Regions from separate parts of the Mus musculus genome. Here region 1 is linked to region 2. Evidence: chromatin contacts called from public HiChIP or PLAC-seq data. All regions are on one chromosome and are shown on one strand. The core of a region is the stretch at or near the end of the contact, and the rest is flanking DNA. Distances in the headings are between cores, read along the strand shown.

Region 1 (2,948 bases), core at 217-2,716, 200 kb after region 2:
TGGAAGAGTTGATTCACCTTACCTAAATGGTAGAATTGTGTAAGTCAGTTGTATATAAACTTTGTTCATTTATAGTTACGATAACACGGTCTCATTTCATCCTCCCCTTCTGTGATGAGCTCTTCTTCACCTTTTTTGTTGCAGTTTTCTATCTTTTATTTACTTCAGTGATTCTTTTTTCTATTGTTTATTTTCAAATGTCCTCAAGCTAGGGGCTTACTGCTCTGAGGCCTTGAACTTCTAAAATAAGTCACCAGTGCTAAAGCCTTCGCTTTTAACTCAGTTGTGTCGCACAAGGTTTGACATACGGTATTTCCATTGGCATTGATTTCAGTACATCACTTGGCTGTATGTTGTCTGGTTTTTAAGTGTAAAGGGAATTTCCTATTACCTTTTTGTAATTTGGTTTAATTTGTCATCATAGACTATTCTGACACAATTCTTTTAAGCTTTTGATGAATCTTTTTAAATTGTAAGTTTATTTTATTGTATTTTATGGGCACTCTGTCTATCTGTATGCCTGATCACCACTTGCATGTCCTGTGCCTGTGGAGTCCAGAAAAGAGCATCAGATCCCTTGAACTGGAGTCACAGACCCTGATCCTCTGGAAGAGCAACCAATGCTCTCAACTGATGAGCCATCTCTTCACTATCCCCACACCCATGCCTTTTTCGTAAGACACAGTTTATTCCACTGTGGTTTTGTGAGCAGTTGAACACTGCATTTTTCTGTCATTAGGCAAAGGGTTATTTCTGTGGACATTGGATTCTGTAGTTGACAGCATTGCTGAGTAACTCTGTGATTCAACTGATAACCTGTCTAGCACTTTGATCGGTTGTTGAGAGGGGTTGATGTAGTTTCCAGGTGCAGCCGTGACTTCTGTTTTCTCCTCTCAGTTATCACGGGGAGTTTTTGGCCTCTGTGGTTTGGTAAGTACATTCCGAGCACCATAATATCTCCTTAGTAAAACGACTCACTTACCATCCTGTTCTTTTTATTCCTTTGTCTGTATTAGATATTTCTGCTGCAAAGTTTACTTTAACATATATAAATTTCTACTTTCTTTGAGAAATGTTTGTTTGGCATATCTTTTCCAAGACTTCTTTTTTGAATTTTTTGGTACTATTATAGTTGGAGCAAGCTTCCTGGGACACCTTAGGGAGAGATAACAGATGGGACCCCTGGTACTTCACAAACACTACCCTAGGATCTTTAGAGTACAGTATTTTTGGTCTATGAAAGCCTGTACTTGCACTGTTTGGTACATAGATGCTTTGCTGACAAAATTCCTGCTTTTTCACCAGACATCACCCCAGTGGAGGGAGGAGGAATAGTTGAATGCTTTATGGTGGGAATGAGAGTCCAAGATCTCATTGTGGTTTTCACACAGGGTTGTGGAAATTAGTAGTGCCTTAGTAAGATGGAAGTCCCAGTGCTGAACTTTACTCTTTCTGATACAATCTGAGCAAACCTCAGGAGTGAGACAGTGTGCAGGTCTTGAATTAGAAGGTACCCAGCGTATCTACTCCTCTTTGTTGATGTATGAAACACAGCCAGTTTTCTATGACATTTGGCTGCAGTAAGTAGTATGGCCATTGTATACTTATTGCTTCCTAATCTTTCAGCTAGAGCCAAGAGACTTTTCATAAGGATTTTGTTTTGTTTAGAGACAGCTATTGTTATGTTGCCAAGATCAGACCCCCATCATTTTATTAATACTTAACTAAGGGTGTACTTATACTCAAGGTTTTCTAACTCAGTATATTGAGGACTAAGATTGTATAAGCAAATGAAACTTGAACATATTTCAACTGTACCCATTTGGCATTTCTAGATTATATAAGCATGTGAAGTTTGAACATATTTTAGTTGTACCCATTTGGCATTTCTAGGTTGTTAGCTTTTTTGGCTTCAGCTCTGGAATATCTGAGGAAAGTAAAATGTAATGAATGTCTATCTTTTCAGAGGCAGAAACATTTTTATAAGATTTTTGTAGCAAATGTAAGATTTATATGTCTGGAATTCAATAGTCACGTAAGTTTATGCACTAACACCTGACAAATGCTAAGAGAGGCTTCTCTGACCAAAGCAGAGAGCAGCAATAATGTATGTGTAAAAGCACAAATATTGAAAAAGAAATATGGCATCATGTGCCTTTAGCAAATCAGCAGTCCTAGGTTCCATCTAGGACCTATTAACTGCCTAGTCATGGGCTTTTGACTAGGTTGACAGGATGAGTCATGAATTCTTTCCAGTGAAGAGGGCATCAGAGCCAATCAATCAAAAAGTGATTGGTTACCCCATAATGGTCACAGCACCATTATACCCATGAGTGTTTCATGCCTGGCAGGTGGTTACTTAACTCATAAGATTCATATCTAGATCAGATTGACGACAACTTTTCTCACCCAGGAACTTTCCTAGCACCTTTGGGCCCTGTGAAAGCCAGCCAGTAAGGTGGAAGTATGAAGTTCAGGTCCAGCCTGAGTTCTCTATGTCCTGGAACTGTGTGTGCCATTAGTGACAGCGTCTCACCATCTAGTTCTTGTGGGCAGTCAAGAACAATGGTAGTATCTCAGACTGTTTGGGAGACCTCTAGGACCTTCAGATCCTTGACCAACAAGTCGCCTCTTGCCTTGGGATTTTTATTTGATAACTCATGGGTTCTGTAAACACCATTATCCCTCTGTCTTTGTGCCACCATTGCACTAGCATACCTTGCAGGTAGGACACTATTATTAACTGAAAGGTTTGCAGCAGAGTTGAGTTTATCATTTTCCTTTGGTAGAGTGCAAAGGAAAAAAAAGTCCTCTACTAAGAATCTACTAGTTCTTAGGGGGTGAAGGCTCTAGGATGGCACCAGCTCAACTTGTCTGTGTTCTCAATGAGTTGTGTAGGTACTGTCTTCAGCTGACAGTTTGTGGAGAGCAACCTTGGTAACAGCACA
Region 2 (3,151 bases), core at 527-3,026:
CTGCAGTACTTGGAACATGTCAAATTTTCTTTCCATTCTCTTGTTTTTGCGTGAGCTGTCTTTCAGTCACTCTGTCCTCTTTTGGATGACAATAAATGCATGATGTCAAATGGAGCAGTATCTATGCTCCAGGGAGGATTATAGATGGTGGTATTTGATCTTAGCATGTGACACAGAACATTAGCAAGCAGCCTGGAGGGTGGCTAAGAAGATTTCTGTTTGTGGTCATTTCCCTTGTTCTCGTGAGGTTTTCCTGCAGGTGACAGACTGGCATACTCTGCATAAAGACTCTGGCCTTAGACTATCTGGGTTAGATCCTGATTTTGCCTCTCAGCTTTGGACAAGTGACTAAAGCTGCATTTACCAAATGCTCGTAATAAAATACTTATCACTCTACTTTTTGAAGATTTAGGGAACATATTAAATACTCTGTCCTCATTTGGGGTTTCCTTTCTTGTTATCTATGATATATCTTGCTTCACTCTGCCCAGGACCCGAGCCACCCCTATGTCCACAGCTTTTATGGTGAATACACTAAACACCTGTCATATAACTTACAAACCACCTTGGTACTAGATCACATGTTGCTGTGTTGCTCTGCTTGTATTCATGAACACCTAGTTTATTTAATAATGACTTCAAAGTACAAATGGATTTACTCTGGCAGGTATTATAGTGTATTTCTATAATTGTTGTGCCTTATTATAATTCACAATATCTTATATCTAATTTATATTATACTTTATCATAATCATATACATGTAGAAGAAGTAGTATTTGCAGAATCTAATATTATCTGTGATTTTAGTCATCTATTGGGGCTCTTGAAACATATCCGCTGCAGATGAAGAGGCTGTTACACACACAATGCTCTTTGAACAAGCCCTAGAATATTGAAGCTATTACTTATGTTAAGCACTGTTTTTATACCTTAGTTATACAGTGCATCAGTATCTTACTAACAGACCTCTTTAGAAGCTCATGTAAGAGCCTCTGTGGTTTCTGTCACTGCTTTAAATCTAGAATATCACAGTGTCCCGGCCCTAGGTGAACAGGTTTTTAACCTTGCTTTTGAACCACGTAAACCATTGTATGCAGTTATGGAAAAAACATGAATAGGAAAGTAAAGGTAAATTGAAGATAGAATATCACACTTAGTAAAGTGACACTGTCTTATTGCCTCAGTGCACAGTAAAAAAGTACCTTATCATTATGGTTGCCTTTTGTCTGAAAATTTTCAGCATGAAGATAAAAATTTTCAGACAAAGCATCTTGAAGACCTATTTGATGATCAAAATTTCATTAACTGCACATCCTATCAAGGGGTACAAAGAAACTTTCCAGTAAAGGACTGACTAGTTAAACAAGTGTGCACTTTTGTTAATGACTGTCTAAGCCATATACATGTATGAGATGTGTGGGCTTTGCGGTTATGCATGTATACATAGGTTCATTAGTAGATTTCTTGATTTTTTTTTTTTAGAGAAAGGTAATAAAGTGATGAGAACTGTATAAGTGTGCGTAGGAACAATGCTGAGTCCATAGGCAGATCTTTGGCACGTGGGAGACTGCCCCTGATGCTCAGGGAAACAAAATCATTTCACTTCTCAAATAGTGTCAACAAAAGGACAACCGAGCCAGGGTTGGCTGGGATGACCAGAAAGTTAGAAAACACTCCATTGTAATCTACGTGACATCCCTATGGGGTCATCCTGTGTCCCACCTCTACATTCCTCAGACCCTACCCCTGTCTTCACCTCTACACCCCCAGCTACAAGTACTAAGAAGGTGGGTCCCTGCTTCCCAAATGCCCTTCATAGATAAGTCAAGTTTGCTGAGAAGAGCAGGAGTCTTTTCAAGTCCAGATGTATCTGTTTTAAGATATTCTAGTTTTCCATGTTGAATACAGTTAGACAATGTGTATTTGCTTGGTTTTTTTTAACTTAAATACTTAATCAAGATGAATTCTGTGACTCAAGAGTCTCATATATCACTATATTCCAGGGACAAGTACAAGATGAAAGTCTTATTATGTACGACAAATATTTGTTCAATTGATAATTAAATTTAAATCTGAGGTATATAGTTCTGCTTTAATATTTAATCAAACTGGTTACAGCACTGCCTGCATTTCTGAAAAGTAGCCAAGCATGGGTATGTAACAAGTTGCATATGTAGCAGAGGTTGTTTTGTGTTTCTTGACATGTGCATTTATATGTCACATTCTAGTTCACGAAATATCTCGAAAGCTGTGTGAGTCTGGTTAACAAGAGTTTGTAAACTGATACATATTAAGTTTAATGTACGTTTTCTTTGGATGACCTGTGGCTAGAATAAGTGATAGTACATGATCTCTTCATTCAAATATCGATTTACATACATAAATAAGACAGTTTAGCTAAAATGCTTCAACTTGGTCACTGCGATTCTATAACTTTGTTGGTTCCCAGGATGAAGACAGTAGTCAATGTCTTAACAAGAACTAAATGGTTTGATGTATTTAAGCAGAAACTCTAAAGGAAATATCTTATTACTTTGACGTTCTATGGAGCCATTGTGGTAAAAGATTAAAATTCCATTAAACATTGTATGAATGAGTGTTCCTTAGCAGCACAAAAATATGTTTTGCTGATGTGAACCTCTCTGACTTCATTTTTATGTATTAAAATATTATCTGCAGCTGAACATAAGAACTCTGAACATTAATTACAAAACTCGAACTAGAAAGTTAAAAAGGGATATTGCTGATTTTTCTTTTGCTAAAGTCAGTTCTCCCAATAACCTCTATATGCCAGGAATATTCTTCATTTAATGTTATTTTCTTAAATCACATAACAAGGATGTATATGGTTCCTTCGTAAGTAGACTTTCATCCCCTCCCTCCCAAAAAAATGTATTTCTCATGGAAGAGGAAAGGCCCTGAACTTTAAAGGGCTTCTTTGCTCTCTTCCTAGCACTACCCTAGCTGGAACTCAGATATATATTTATATTTACTATTAGAGAAAATGCTGTTTGCATGGTCTACTGCCTGATCAGATACAGGTAGGCAGTTTGTGTCTGAGAGTTCCTATTAATCAATACTTCATTCTAGCTGCATATTCTTGCCATGAATGAGTAGAGATAACTCCAGCATCTTCACTCTTCTTTCTTA

What was found. HiChIP or PLAC-seq counts read pairs in DNA pulled down with a chosen protein or histone mark.
Region 1: an H3K27ac HiChIP or PLAC-seq map of T-cell acute lymphoblastic leukemia shows a contact between it and region 2, with 4 times the contacts expected there. The contact joins two enhancer-like sites. A contact is called at or near these places in 1 of 15 datasets of contacts at CTCF or cohesin (CD8 T cells), 3 of 484 Hi-C or Micro-C datasets (Th1 cells and cerebral cortex), 3 of 115 datasets of contacts at active chromatin or transcription factors (CD8 T cells and T-cell acute lymphoblastic leukemia) and 1 of 9 other capture datasets (embryonic stem cells).

The regions. Positions count from the first base shown.
Region 1 is chr10:28,694,380-28,697,327 of GRCm38.p6, forward strand. All of the region lies in intron 1 of Themis (thymocyte selection associated), which reads left to right. Among named protein-coding and RNA genes, the nearest start is that of Themis, 27 kb to the left of the region's middle. Within about 2 kb of position 1,467, at least 32 of the 459 cell types and tissues checked have an H3K27ac peak or open chromatin away from gene starts, as enhancers often do. A contact at or near this core is called in T-cell acute lymphoblastic leukemia, where this site is marked.
Region 2 is chr10:28,498,460-28,501,610 of GRCm38.p6, forward strand. The region is part of intron 13 of Ptprk (protein tyrosine phosphatase, receptor type, K); the gene reads left to right. Among named protein-coding and RNA genes, the nearest start is that of Themis, 170 kb to the right of the region's middle. Within about 2 kb of position 1,777, at least 3 of the 459 cell types and tissues checked have an H3K27ac peak or open chromatin away from gene starts, as enhancers often do. A contact at or near this core is called in T-cell acute lymphoblastic leukemia, where this site is marked.